Linked DNA regions of Macaca mulatta: region 1 is linked to region 2. Evidence: chromatin contacts called from public Hi-C data. All regions are on one chromosome and are shown on one strand. Each heading gives the region's core, a stretch centred on a gene start, on an enhancer-like site or on the middle of the called end of the contact. The rest is flanking DNA. Distances are from core to core; before and after follow the strand shown. Region 1 has its middle 170 kb from the start of IER5L. Region 2 overlaps LOC106993593.

What was found. Hi-C and Micro-C count contacts between places; a contact is called where the count stands out from the background.
Region 1: a Hi-C map of fetal cortical plate shows a contact between it and region 2, with 1.6 times the contacts expected there. The contact joins two enhancer-like sites. A contact is called at or near these places in 2 of 14 Hi-C or Micro-C datasets (cortical neurons and fetal cortical plate).

Annotation. Positions count from the first base shown.
Region 1 is chr15:18,296,346-18,302,866 of T2T-MMU8v2.0, forward strand. No RefSeq gene overlaps it. Among named protein-coding and RNA genes, the nearest start is that of IER5L, 170 kb to the right of the region's middle. Within about 2 kb of position 2,881, at least 15 of the 40 cell types and tissues checked have an H3K27ac peak or open chromatin away from gene starts, as enhancers often do. A contact at or near this core is called in fetal cortical plate, where this site is marked.
Region 2 is chr15:18,125,110-18,131,976 of T2T-MMU8v2.0, forward strand. All of the region lies in intron 1 of LOC106993593, which reads right to left. LOC114672715 (a long non-coding RNA gene) reads left to right here. Exons shown (of 7, transcript XR_013405491.1): 5 at 372-748; 6 at 1,188-1,251. Among named protein-coding and RNA genes, the nearest start is that of NTMT1, 130 kb to the left of the region's middle. Within about 2 kb of position 4,787, at least 31 of the 40 cell types and tissues checked have an H3K27ac peak or open chromatin away from gene starts, as enhancers often do. A contact at or near this core is called in fetal cortical plate, where this site is marked.

The DNA.
Region 1 (6,521 bases), core at 1,631-4,130, 170 kb after region 2:
ACTCACACACCCTCACCCCGACACAACCTCACACATACACAACTCACACACACCAATGCACATATACACATCCTCACTCACACACATTTACATACACCCCTGCTCACAGACACACACTCTCTCTGGCTCGCTCTCTCTCACACCTACACACACACCCTACCCCCACCAGGGCTCAAGGACCCCACCAGTGTCCTCCATTGGCCCAGGGGGTGGCAGGGAAGGTGATTTCCCAAATAGCAGCCCCCAGAGCCCAGGTTCTGCCCCCAGAGGAGCTCAAGTCCAGACACCAGAAGGACCTCCCTTCATCCTGAAGACATTTACATGAGGAGAGCCACTTCCCCGAGTGACTCAACATGCACAGATCTGGAGGGACACACGCACACGCAGAGGGCTTCTCTAGAGAGCTGTCTGTGCCCTTCACTTCCGGCCCAGGATTCCCAGGCTCCAGCCCAGCCCCAGCAATCCAAGTCCTTCCCATCTATGCAAAGCTCAGGGTTGCCTCCGGCTTGTGGGAGCCTCCTGAAGCCATATCCTGTTCCCTCATTCCAGAGGCTTTCCCTGCCTAGTGGGGCAGCTCTGGGGCTGGGGGAGAGTGGGGAAGGCCCCAGCCTGAACCACAGGGAAGTGAAAGCCCTCAGGGAAATTCGCACTCCAGCCGCCTGCCAGCCAAGGACAGCACACATTCATACATGCGCACTGACACACACGTGTACACACCGACACGTCTGTACATACAGCCCCATAGTCACCCTGACACGCAGACACACCCTTGTCAGAGGTGTTCGAACCAGAGCGACTCCATTTGAGTGAGGGCTGGAAAACGAGACTGGGACCCGCTGGGCCACATTACCAGAAAGGTAGGTATTCCGAGCCTGTAGATGTTAGGGAACAAACTAATAAAGTTTACTAAAACAGACCCAGACTTAGGAGTGTCCAGATATCCCCATATCTGGAGAACAAAGGCATTCCTAATTTTGCTTTAAAGATAATAATATCGATTCTTGCAAAATATAGTAATTAAGAAAATTAATCCTTTACACAAACACTTGTAGCAGAGCAAATCTCCCCCTACATACAAGCATGTAGTTAGGGTGGATGCGGTCCTCCTCTTACTTTCGGGAAAGTTCGGGAACGTTCGGGAACGTCCTACTCTGTCTGTGGAGGTAGCTGTCTTTTTACCACTATCCTTTATTTCTTTTTCTTTTTTATTATTTATTTTTCTTTTTTATTTTTTTGTGTGTGTGTGAGACGGATTCTTGCTCTGCCCAGGCTGGAGTGCAGTGGCATGATCTCGGCTCACTGCAACCTCCGCCTCCCTGATTCAAGCGATTATCCTACCTCAGCTTCCCAAGTAGCTGAGACTACAAGCGTGTGCCACTACACTCAGCTAATTTTTTTTTTTTTTTTGTATTTTTAGTAGAGACAGGGTTTCACTATATGTTGGCCAGGATGGTCTCAAACTCCTTACCTCAGATGATCTGTCCGCCTCGGCCACCCAGAGTGCTGGGATTACAGGCGTGAGCCACCGCGCCCAATCCCTTGTACTTTCTTTATAAACTTGCTTTTGCTTTGCACTGTGGACTCATCCTGAATTCCTTCTTGCGCGAAGTCCAAGAACCCTCTCTTCTTTCCTGTAACACACTAACACATACACACTGAAACTCACACACGCACTAATACACACTCCCCTACTCCCACTGGTGCACACACACCAGCACACTCACAATGACATGACACACCCAAGCACTCACGGACACAGGCGCACACACGCGGACACAGGCGCACACACACGGACACAGGCGCGCACACACGGACACAGCAGTGTGTAACTCTGGGTCTCCAGTGGGTCTGAGTGGTCTGTTCCACAGTGGGTCTCTCTTGAGGTTGGAGCCTCCTCTCAGAAACGTTTCTGCCCCCAGCTGCCACGTGGCCTAAAATCCTGAGAAATTAGGAAAGATTCCTTTAAAACCAGCATCTCGGATTTTAGGCTTAAGCAATATTTGGAAAATGTGAGGCTCAGTCCCCCAGCTCGCTGGGCTGTGGGCCTGTGTCACCTAGCGCGCGTGGGGGGCAGGCAGGAGGAGGGGACTGGCTCATGGTATGGGGCGAGTCCGGACAGATTTGGGGCACACGCAGGCACGCGGACACCCCACCGCCGAGAGCCAGAGAGACAGCAGAGGGCCGTGGGGGTCAAAGACAGCGCTCTGGAGGTACCCAAGCCCCACCCACTCTCTCTGCAACCCTCCCCAAGGGACTTCACGCCCTCAAACCTCAGTTTCCCCATCTGCACAATGGGTGTGATCCCGAGACCCACCTCATGGGGTAATGTGAAACTTAAATGACACCGCACCGATTAAGTTATAAGCCCTGGAAGCCCAAGAAAAGAAAGTGGTGGTGCGATGGGGGAAAAACCACCATCCCCGGCTTCCCGCGTGTAACGGGGCCGAAAATAACCAGCATTTTCCTTTTCTCTGCGGCTGAAGCCCACGCTTCCCAGAGGACTGGGCCTGCTTATCAGGAGCAGAGCGGCTCGCTCGGCTGTCTCCGCCAGAAGGTGACTGTGGGGGCCCCGCTCCCCTCCAGCCTGCAGCCCGACTCCCACCAGGAATACACCGGCTCCTCTCCCCCCGCCCCTTTCAGGTTTCCGCCCCACCCCCAGCCCACAAACAATTTTGCATATATTTAAATCTCCTCTGCGAGTTCCCCCTCCCCCGGAAAAAGACAGAAAGAAATTACAAAGGCCGTCATTTGTCTCCGTCCCCGCACCCCATCTATCAGGGCCAGGAGCCCGTCGCCTCGAATGAGGCGCGCGCCCGGGACGGCCGCTTTAATGGGGCGCCGCGTGTGACTGTGCAGCCGCGCGGCGGGCGCAGCCGGCCGGCATTTGCATACATATTAAACGGAGCAGTAAAAAATGCAGACATGCAAACCATTTGGACGGGCTCCTCGGCGTAGAGCCTGCCAGGAAATCAATCTTCTGGTTTCTTAAAGGCAGCCTGCTCGGGAGGAGGTGGCGATGCCACACAGCCCGCAGGCCGTGGGAGGGGGCCATGGTCTGTCCATCTGCCTGCAGGAGCAGCCGTGGGGCTCCTTCCCGGCCATGGAGGAGCCACCCACTGGGAGCCAGGGGCCCGGGAGTGAGTGTGGTGGGTCCTGGCTCAGCCGGCTGTGTGCCCTGCTGTAAGAGGGGTCCCCTCTCTGAGTGCCCACCCCCACCCCATCACTGAAGATAATTCCTTTCCCTTTTGCTACTCTGGGACTTAAGGGACTAACCCAAGAACACTGGGCCCCTCTACGCAGAGCCTGGGTCTCTAAGCCAGGTGCAGAGAAGGATGGCCAAGAACACAGGCTCTGGAGGCAGGCGACCCGAGTTAAAAGTCAGGCTGCACTCCCCATGAGCTGTGTGATCTTGGGCAAATGCATCAACCTCACTGTTTTCCGAAAAAGGGGGATCCACATGCCTCCCTCTTAGGTATGTGGTTGGATTGAAATAGGTCAGCCTCGTAAAGCACTTGGCTCATTGCCGGGCATGTAGTAAGTGCTCAATAAATAGTGGCAGAACAGTGTGTAGGAGGGCCCTTGGTGTTATTGGTATGTTTTTCTGGGTGAATATCCCTCTTTATATCTGCATGGTGTGGCAAGCCATTCCTCCCTGAGCCTCCTTACCTGTAAAATGGGGTGTTTTGATTTTCACGGGAACTGCTGTGTTCTAGAGGGCACCGGGTCCCTGCTGTGTGCTCCCACCACCCGCTGATTTCAGCCAGGTGTGGCCACGCTGGCGCCTCTGAGGGCTGCCCACAGCCTGTCTTGGGCAAAGCCCAGGGCAGGGATGGGTGCATACCCCCAAACTGACCATTCATCTGTGGGGCCAGGAAAAGGCAACTGGCCCTGAGCCTTAGCCGAGTGAGACTGGGGCTTCTCTGAATTCCAAGGCACAAATAAGGAAACCGAGGCTCAGAGAGGTGTGGCAAAGCCAGGAAGCTTGAAGGTGGTGCTGCTGGGATTCAAGCCAGGTGTGCCTGACTGCAAGGCCACCTCCCCAGAGGTCCCCCGGGAAGGAAATACTGTCGGCAGAGGGAGGAGCTCATCCCATAGTGTCAAGGGACACAGTTTCCCCCCAAAGGAGGGGGGTACTTGTGGAGAAAGAGTTGAGTTTTGTGTCTGAGCCCACGTGAATATGTGGTACTCACGAAGGTCCTTCTTTTTTTTTTTTTTTTTGAGATGGTGTTTTGCTCTTGTTACCCATGCTGGAGTGCAAGGGCGCGATCTCAGGTCACTGCAACCTCCAACTCCTGGGTTCAAGCGATTCTCCTGCCTCAGCCTCCAGAATAGCTGGGATTACAGGCACCCGCCACCATGCCCAGCTAATTTTTTGTATTTTTAGTAGAAACGGGGTTTCACTATGTTGGCCAGGCTGATCTCAAACTCCTGATCTCAGGTGATCCACCTACCTCAGCTTCCCAAAGTGCTGGGATTACAGGCATGAGCCACCGTGCCCGGTTCGGTCCTTCCTTGAAAAGACCCGGAGGAAGAGGGGACAGAGAGTTTTCGGGAACCAGCTCAAGTTTGGCCTTTATTCATTTCCTTCATACTCCCAGAAGCGAGGAACAAGGTCCCCAAGACCCGGCCAGGCAGTGGGCAGTGCTGGGGAGTTAATGGCAGGATGGGGGGTGCACCTAGACCAGGGGGTGCACTGTCCTCTCCGAGACCCTGGGGATTAGGTGAAGAGGCCAACCCAGGGCACTGGGGTGAGAGGGCTTTGCCTTCAGTTGGGAGAGGGTTCCCTGTGGTTCAAAGCTTCCCAGCTGAGTGGCAATATGACCTCCGTGATGTGTGTGAGAGTTGCAGCCTAGAGTTATGGGAACTAAAGAGGCCAGACCAAGAGCTGTGGCCCAATTCACTGGTGTCTCGCTGTGTGACCTTGGAAAGGGCCCCGCTTCTCTGGGCTAGGGTGGCTGAGCCGACTGCACCCCTGCTCTGTCTCTCAGGGAGCCCCTCTCTTTCAGTCCTGACCTCCAGGCTATCTGGGCCTCTGTCCCTCCACCTCCCTCTGCAACCAAGTGCAGGCCGCCCCCACTGCCCGGCAGGCAGCCCAGCCGGGGTGGAGGAAGCCGGCAGGGCGGGAAAAGGCGGGAGGGGTCTGAGTTACAGGAACCAGCAGGGCCATTGCTCAACTGGGGAGCCTGGCCGCGGGCCTGCCTCGGCCCCCACCTCCAGCAGCCCGCCCTCCTCCTAGCTCTGCATTGCAAACATTCCTCGCCAACCTCGGGTTGCTGCAGCCCCGGAAGGGGGATCTGCAGCAGACACAGCACGAGGCCGCCAGAAACACTTAACCCCTTCGCTCCTTCCAGGCAGAGCCTTCAAGCGGAGGAAGGAGGAGCTGGGTGGCGGCCGCCACAGTCCTTCCCAGGCTATGGGTGACTGGGTCAGGTGATTTGCTGGCAGGCCCGGCCTCTGATTACCAACCTGGATCAACAGGTTGCGTGTTCATGACTCACCCAGCAGACATTTCCGGAGCTTCCCCTGGGTGCTGGCAACAGGCATGAAAATCCAAGAGTGGCCCCAGCACGGGGGGGCGGGGGGGGGGTGTGATGCGGGTGTCATAAGCAGACATGTGTTTTAGATCATTACAGTGATGAGTGCAACCAAGACGTGCAGGGTGAGCCTGAGCACAAACTAAAGTGGCTCAACTCATCAGGGAGGGCTTCCTGGAGGAAGTGACATTTAGGAAGCCCTGTGAGAGCAGAGGGAGAGTTCCAGGCAGAGGAGGCAGCAAGTGTGAGGCTCTAGAGGGAAGAGAGACGTTGGCATGTTTCAATTTGTGTTTCTGGAGGAGAGAGAGGAAGGGGAGGAAAGCCCCCAGGTGGGAGAGCTTGGCCCATGCCAGGTCCCAGAAGGCCTTGAGGCCACTCCCAGCATGGACCATCATCTGAGGTCAGTGAGGAGCCGGGGAAAGGCTTATGTGTGGAATGACATGGTCAAGTTTACCTCTAAGCCCTAAGATGCCTGAATAAAAACAGAACCTTGGGCCGAGCGTGGTGGCTCACGCCTGTAATCCTAGCACTTTGGGAGGCTGAGGCAGGCGGACCACGAGGTCAGGAGATCCAGACCAGCCTGGCCAACATGGTGAAACCCCGTCTCTACTAAAAATACAAAAATTAGCTCAGTGTGGTGGTGCGCACCTGTAGTCCCAGCTACTCCGGAGGCTGAGGCAGGAGAATCACTTGAACCCAGAAAGTAGAGGTTGCAGTGAGCCGAGATTGCACCACTGTACTCCAGCCTAGGTGACAGAGCGAGACTCTGTCTCAAAAAAAAAAAAAAAAAAAAAAAAAAAAAGACTGGGCTCAGTGGCTCACAGCTGTAATCCCAGCACTTTGGGAGGCCAAGGCAGGCGGATCACCTGAGGTTGGGAGTTCAAGACCAGCCTGACCAAATGGAGAAACCCCGTCTCTACTAAAAATACAAAATTAGCCAGGCATGGTAGCACATGCCTGTAATCCCAGCTACTCGGGAGGCTGAGG
Region 2 (6,867 bases), core at 3,537-6,036:
GGAGAAAAGCCGGCTCCTGGCCTGTCGGGTTCTTTCTCTGCCTTGGCCACCCCTCTTTGTGTTCCACCAGCCCTGCGGGGGGGACCCCAATGTGAAAGCACAGCTCAGAGATGCCTAATGGGGACATGGCTCCTCCTGGACCCAGGGGGCTTGGCCAGGATCACTGTGTGGGTTTTTGGGAGGGAGAGGAGGGTGCTCTGGGCTGCTTCCTGCACGTGTATTTCTTTATATGGAGGCAGTGAGAACCGAATTCCCAGGGAGACAGCAGGCCCGAGAGTTTGAATTGCGATTCCCCCACCTTCCTGCTGTATATATAGCTCTGGGCCGACTACAGATTTCTCTGAGCCTTGGTCTTCTCGTCTGCAAAACAGGAAAAAGAACACTGCCTGGGCCAGGCGCGGTGGCTCACGCCTGTAATCCCAGTACTTTGGGAGGCTGAGACAGGTGGATCACTTGACGTCAGGAGTTTGAGACCAGCCTGGACAACACAGTGAAACCCTATCTCTAATAAAAATACAAAAAATCGGCTGGGCACGGTGGCTCACGCCTGTAATCCCAGCACTTTGGGTGACCGAGTCAGGCAAATCACCTGAAGTCGGGAGTTCGAGACCAGCCTGACCAACACGGAGAAACCACGTCTCTACTAAAAATACAGAATTAGCCGGGCGTGGTGGCACATGCCTGTAATTCCAGCTACTTGGGAGGCTGAGGCAGGAGAATCGCTCGAACCTGGAAGGCAGAGGTTACGGTGAGTTGAGATGGCGCCATTGCACTCTACCCTGGGCAACAAGAGCGAAACTCCATCTCAAAAAAAGAAAAAAAAATTAGCTGGGCATGGTGGCGTGCACCTGTAAACCCAGTCACTTGGGAGGTTGAGGCATTAGAATGGCTTGAACCTGGGAGGCGGAGGTTGCAGTGAGCTGAGATTGCGTCATTGCACTCCAGCCTGGGTGACGGAGCAAGACTCTGTCTCAAATAAATAAATAAATAAAAGCACTGGCCCACGGTTAGATCGTGGTAAGTCTAATTATCTTCCATCTTGGAGGACTCATGCCCTTATACTGCTGGGGACATTTCGGGGCCCCAAGGGACCCAGGACAGGCTACTTCCTTAACTAAGGGGCTTACTTCCATTGTTTCTCTGCCCCTGAGGACAGAGGAACCATTATTATCATCCCCATTTTGCAGGTGAAGAAACTGAGGCAGACAGAGGCCAAAGACACTTGCCAGTCAGCAACGGGTTTGGATTCAGGTTTGTCCCTTAACTGTGACTTTCTGTTGCACTGCTGGGGGTGGGAATGCCATCGTCTTGTGTGGTCCGGGAGTCGCAGGTAGGTTCGGAGCCACGGAGGATCGGAGCCCCTTGTCCTCTATGTGTGGATTCAGTACTTCCTTTTTTTCTCTTTGCTTCCATCCCAGGGAGAGTCCTTCCTGTGCTGGATGGGACCTTCCAGGTCCTAAGTTTTTGTGGCTGCAGAGTCAGCTCAGAGCCATTGGGCCAAACTCAACAGACCCACAGACAAACTGTGGCACATGCTCTCAGGCTCAGGGCTGCTGCGTGGCCTTTTTCTCTCTCCTCCTCTCCCTGGCATTTTTTGCAATTTCTGGGACTTTGGGTTCCTCTCTGGCATCCACTTTCTCTGGGCCTCCCAGGGTCTCTGTGACTGTCTAGACCTTCATCCTCCTCCCACAGCCCAGGCCACTACCCTAGCCACTGTCTGAAACTGACCTCGGCTGAGCCACTAATCCTGGTATTATAGGCAGCTCCAAGCTCAGGAACCCCAAGCTCCATCCTGTGAGAGGACAGACAGGTCCTGGACGCTGCACGGGTGGCCCTGGATGCTGCCTTCCAGTCACTGGACTCCTTGGGAAGGGGCTCAGATGCTGCTCCAGGGTTCCAGAGTGACCAGGGTTGAGGGTGGATTTTCAGAGCAGCAGCCTAGGCCCTCCTCCATCCATCATTTCCTGGTCTGGCCTGGCTGGGCCATTCCCTGATCCTGGAGAGGTTGGAGGTGTCCTAGGGTTGTGCCTCAAGTGGAGGGCAGGGCACTTAGTGCAAAGGACACTTAGTCTCACACACACTCACTCACAGTCACTTATACACTCATGCACACTCACATATACACTCACACATTCACACTCACACACATACACACTCTCACACACATACACTCACACACACATTCATATACACACTCATACACACACACTCTCATACTCACTCTCATACTCTTACACTCACTCTCACACACACATGCTGTCCCAGAGCTAGGGCCCTGCCACCTGTCCCAGTGACACTCCCCCCCACCAGCCTGGGTCCCCGGCTGCTGGGCACCATGACTGTGTCTAGAGCTGAAAGCTCCCTTCCCCTCCCCCGCTCCCACACGCCCGCAGCTGACCACTGCCTGCAGATCCAGGGCAGACTCATCTGTTTGCATCAGAGGCCCACCTCTCTGGAAGATTCTGGCATGTCCCACCATGCTACATGTGGTTCTCTTTGCCTGTCTCCTCTCTGTGCCTTTGCTCAAGCTGTTCCTCCCTCTGGCACACTGTTCCTGGCTGCCCCCACCATGTCCCAAAACAAATGCCTGGTCTCCCATGAACCTGCTCCCCCATGCTGTCCTCTGCCTCGGGGACAGCACCAGCATCCACCCACTGCACATGCCAGGGCACAAGGAGCCTCCCCAACCCCTCCTTGGCCTCCTTTACCCTCTAGCCATGCCACACCATGCCCTGTCCCCTGTACCTCCCACACTGTCTCAGCCGGCTGCCACCATCTCCCCTGGATCTCAGTGCGACACTCCCAACTGGCTTCTGTGTCCACTCTTGTCTCTACTATTCTGAGTAAGCTTTGGCGATCTAGTCTCTTTTCTCTATAAAACCCTTCCCAAGCTTCCGGCCACCATAAGACAAGGGCTGGTCTCAGGCCAAATGTCCCCCTCCCTGCCTCTGGTCATACTGATCCCCTCTCAAGCTCTTAGGTCTGTGGCCTGGGGGTCCCCATCCAGACCACCCCTGTCCCTTTCGCCTCCACCAGTCTCTCCTCCCCTCATCAGCCACCCTGGTCCTCAGGCACCCTCTTCGAGGAGGTCTTCCGCGACCTCTGCGGAGGCCAGGCCCAGGGGACCGGCGCTCCCTGCCCGCTACCCCCTTGTCATTCTTTAATGCCTTATTCATCACGATTTGTGCAGCTACCATCTCTCCTGCAGGACTGCTCTGTGGGGGCCTGACTGTGGCTGTCTTGTTTGTGACTGTGCCCCCAGCACCCTTGTGGGGCCCTCTGTGGGTTTGGTTTTCAGCCTGGCTCCACCCAGAGGCAGGAAAAAGGGAGCCCCAGTCCCTCCCACCCTCTCCTCCAGGAAACCCTCCCTGAAGAGACCCTGGGGTATCAGGGGAGGCCTCCTTGCCCCTCCCCTAGGGCTCCCAAGCCCTGTGTCCCAGTGGTCACCCCAAGGGCAAGGACATATTGGCTGGAGAGCCCCCAGGACAGGGCTGCAGCTGCCTTGTGCCTTCCACTCCCCCAAGCCCAGTGCCCCTGGGGCCTGGTTGATGAGGCTGGAGGGCTGCTCTCAGCTGGGGCACCAGGAGGCCAGGATGGAGCCCCACAGAGCCCCAGGGGTACGGGAAAGGTGGCAGTGCCCGCTCGGCATCCATTCCTCCTCCCCAAGCCCTGCCAGCTGGCTTCTCCAGCTCCAACTGGGCTCTGCCTTTCTCTCTCCCTCCATCACCCCGCTGGCTCCCCTCCTTCTCCCCTCCTCTCCTGCTCTCTTTCCCGTTCCCTCCCCTCTCCCCATTCCCCTTCCCGGACCTCCCCCGCCCCCACTTCTCTCCTCTCCTCTCCTCTCTTTTCCTCTCCTCTTTTCTCTGAGTCCTTCTCCCTCGCCTCCTTCCTTTCTTCTTCCTGGGTTAAAAATAATCAACTTTCTGGGAAGCAGCAGCTCCTGCTGAGCCGCCCTCCCCACACTCGGGAGCCCCTGAGAATAGCTTTCTGCGGTTCTCCACTCGAGCCCCTCCCCTCCCCTCGCCGCCTCCCCGCGAGCTGACTAATAAGCCCGGCCGCGCGGTGCCAGCTCGGCTGGAAAGGCGTTAACCGCTTCGTGCCCGGACCGCGCGAACGGGGCGGACGGGCTCTCTGCAGGCCCGCGGGGAGGGGTGGCGGGAGCAGGCGGCCCCGGGACACGGCTCAGGACGAAGCCCTGAGCCGCACGCGGCAGGCCCTCGATTCTTACTGGCGGTGGGATGAATGTTGACCTCTGACCGCCGCGCCGGCAGGTCCTGCTGCTGGTGCAGCTAGCAGAGCTTGGTGGCATCGGTGGGCGCGCCAGGTGCGATACCCAGGGGATGGGTCCGGGCCACATGGAGGGCGTGGCTGGGCCGGTGAGGCTCCTTCCCTGTGGCCCGGGGGACTTCTAGGTCCCTGGCACTGGGCACTGCCTGAGGGGAGCCGGGGCTGGGACCGTTCAAGTTCGGGCCAAGGGCAAGGAAGGGCTGAAAACTGTCCTGGGATCCAAGGACGTCCACAGCTGGTAGGGTCTTTAGCGATCACCCACTCTCCTTGCAGAAAGGGAAACTGAGGCCCAGAAGGTGTGACTGAGGCCGGGACGTCTCTCGGTTCCTGTCCCAGACTAAGGGATGCCCGCGGCCCTGGAGCCGAGACTTTCAGTTCGGGCGTTTCTGCAGGGGTAAGGTTGGGGGAGGGGCGGGGTACATCAAGGTCAAAGGTGAGAAGTAGGTGGGGAGAGAAGAAGCGCGGAGCTCTGCGGGGTCCCCGCCAGTCCCGCCCACTCCGCGTGGTCTCGGCATTACCTCATCGCGGCGAGCTCTCATTGGCTAGTTCCCCCCTTGAAGGACGGCCCAATGCGGCGGAGCCCCTTAACCCTTTCCGCCCTGCGGACTCTGCCCTGGCCATGCCACCTGCCTCCGCGGCCCCCAAGCGGCTTTCAGGCGCTGGAGGGCCACGGAGAACAGGGAAAGGTAATGTGGGAGCCGTCTCGAGGCCAGAGAGTACAGTGGTTAGAGCACAGGTCAGACAACTACGTCTTGGGCCCCTGGCCTGCGGCCGGCTGTGTGACCTTGGGGACTGGCTTCACCTCGCTGAGCCTCCGCTAGTTTGCTTAGCTGTAAACAGAGGTGAATGATGTAACTCCTGCCCTTCCCAATCCTTCCCGGTGTACTTGCCAAGTGCCAGGCACACGTGGCCTCTGCGTTCCATTCCACCTTGTCTCCTCACTGCAAGAGGTACAGTTGTTGTTATGGGTTTTCCGAGGAGGAAACAGGGCTCAAAGCAGCAAAGCTGCCTCCCAAGGTCACCCATCAAGAAAGTCACAGAGCTGAGATTTGATCCCGAGTTTCAAGTTCTGAGCTGTACTCCTCCCCAGGGCAAGATTCTGCTTCTGCTGGGAGGCACTGCTTCTAGGAGCTCTCCATCTCTCGAAGGAGGGACAGGACTCATACCCAGCTGGTCAGCTGGTGACACATGCCACTGTGGCCAAATAAAACCAGTGACAAGCTGGAAAGCCCAGGACCTCCAGGGACAAGGGACAGGAAGAAGGGTGAGGGCAGGGAGGGCTGGAGTTGAACCCTCTAACGGGGAGGCAGGAGGACCCTCAGACAAAGGCAGGGGGCTGGACTGAGTCCTGTGAGGGTGCACGGGGTAGGAAGCTCTGAAGAAGCCTGCAGGATCCCCTGAGAGTCAGCCTGCTGGTTAGGGGTCAGCCCAGGGAGGCGGCTTCTCTCTGGGCCGCACCAGGGGTCAGCCTGGGGCAGGAGTGCAAGCTGAGGCCCACATACCTCATGTCTAGGTATTTACAAGTTATAAATCAAGCTAACAAACTGCTAAATAAAATATGTTCTGTTGCCTGGTACGGCGGCTCATGCCTGTAATCCCATCACTTTGGGAGGCCGAGGTGGGCAAATCACCTGAGGTCGGGAGTTCGAGACCAGCCTGACCAAAATGGAGAAACCCCGTCTCTACTAAAAATACAAAATTAGCCGAGTGTGGTGGTGCATGCCTGTAATCCCAGCTACTCGGGAGGCTGAGGCAGGAGAATCGCTTGAACCAGGGAGGTGGAGGTTGCAGTGAGCCAAGATCGCACCACTTCACTCCGGCCTGGGCAACAAAAGCGAAACTCCGTCTCGAAAAAAAAATGTTCTGTCCTCCTTCCTTGACAAATACACCTTCATAAGGACAAACACACCTGGAAGGCTGGGTTTGTGTTTAGAATTATCAGGCTCCTCGGAGACCGGAGACTGCAGGAGGAGCTGTAGCAGGTGGGAGGGTGGGGGTGGGGAGCCAGCCTCAGTCTCTGGCCTCTCCAGCTTCACACTCTTCTTTCCTTTTTGCCCCAGGTTCTTTTCTTTTCCCTGAGGGGCTGTGCATGCTCAGGTGTAGGCACTCCAGGCTGTAAGCACATGTTCTGTCCACACCCCCTGCCAACAGCCACCTCCTGGTCACTCCTGGGGCTTAAGGGTGCCCAAACGGGTGGCTCAGACAACCCTCAGGAGAATGCACCCAGGACGCAGGCTGAGGTCATTGAACAGGGAACTCCAGGGCCCCAGATGCCAGATCATGGTCAAGGGGCCCATGGCTCCAGCTGGAAATGTCTCCCTGGTCCAGGAGTGCTGCTCTCGAAAGCACAGGGCTCAAGTCTGTGGGCCGAGGGCCCCCGGGTGCTGCAGCAGCTGGGGTGGTCAGAGCTGGACATGGGGTCTCCCTCCCTCCTTGAGCTTGCTCTTGACCGTCACCTGCAGCCACGTACCCCCGCCCCAGTCAGATCCCCCACGCCCCAGTCAAATGCCAACCCTGGGGAGCTTCCCACTTCAATGAGTCAGCTCCCTTTACCCTGTCCCCACTGCCCCCCACCCTTAT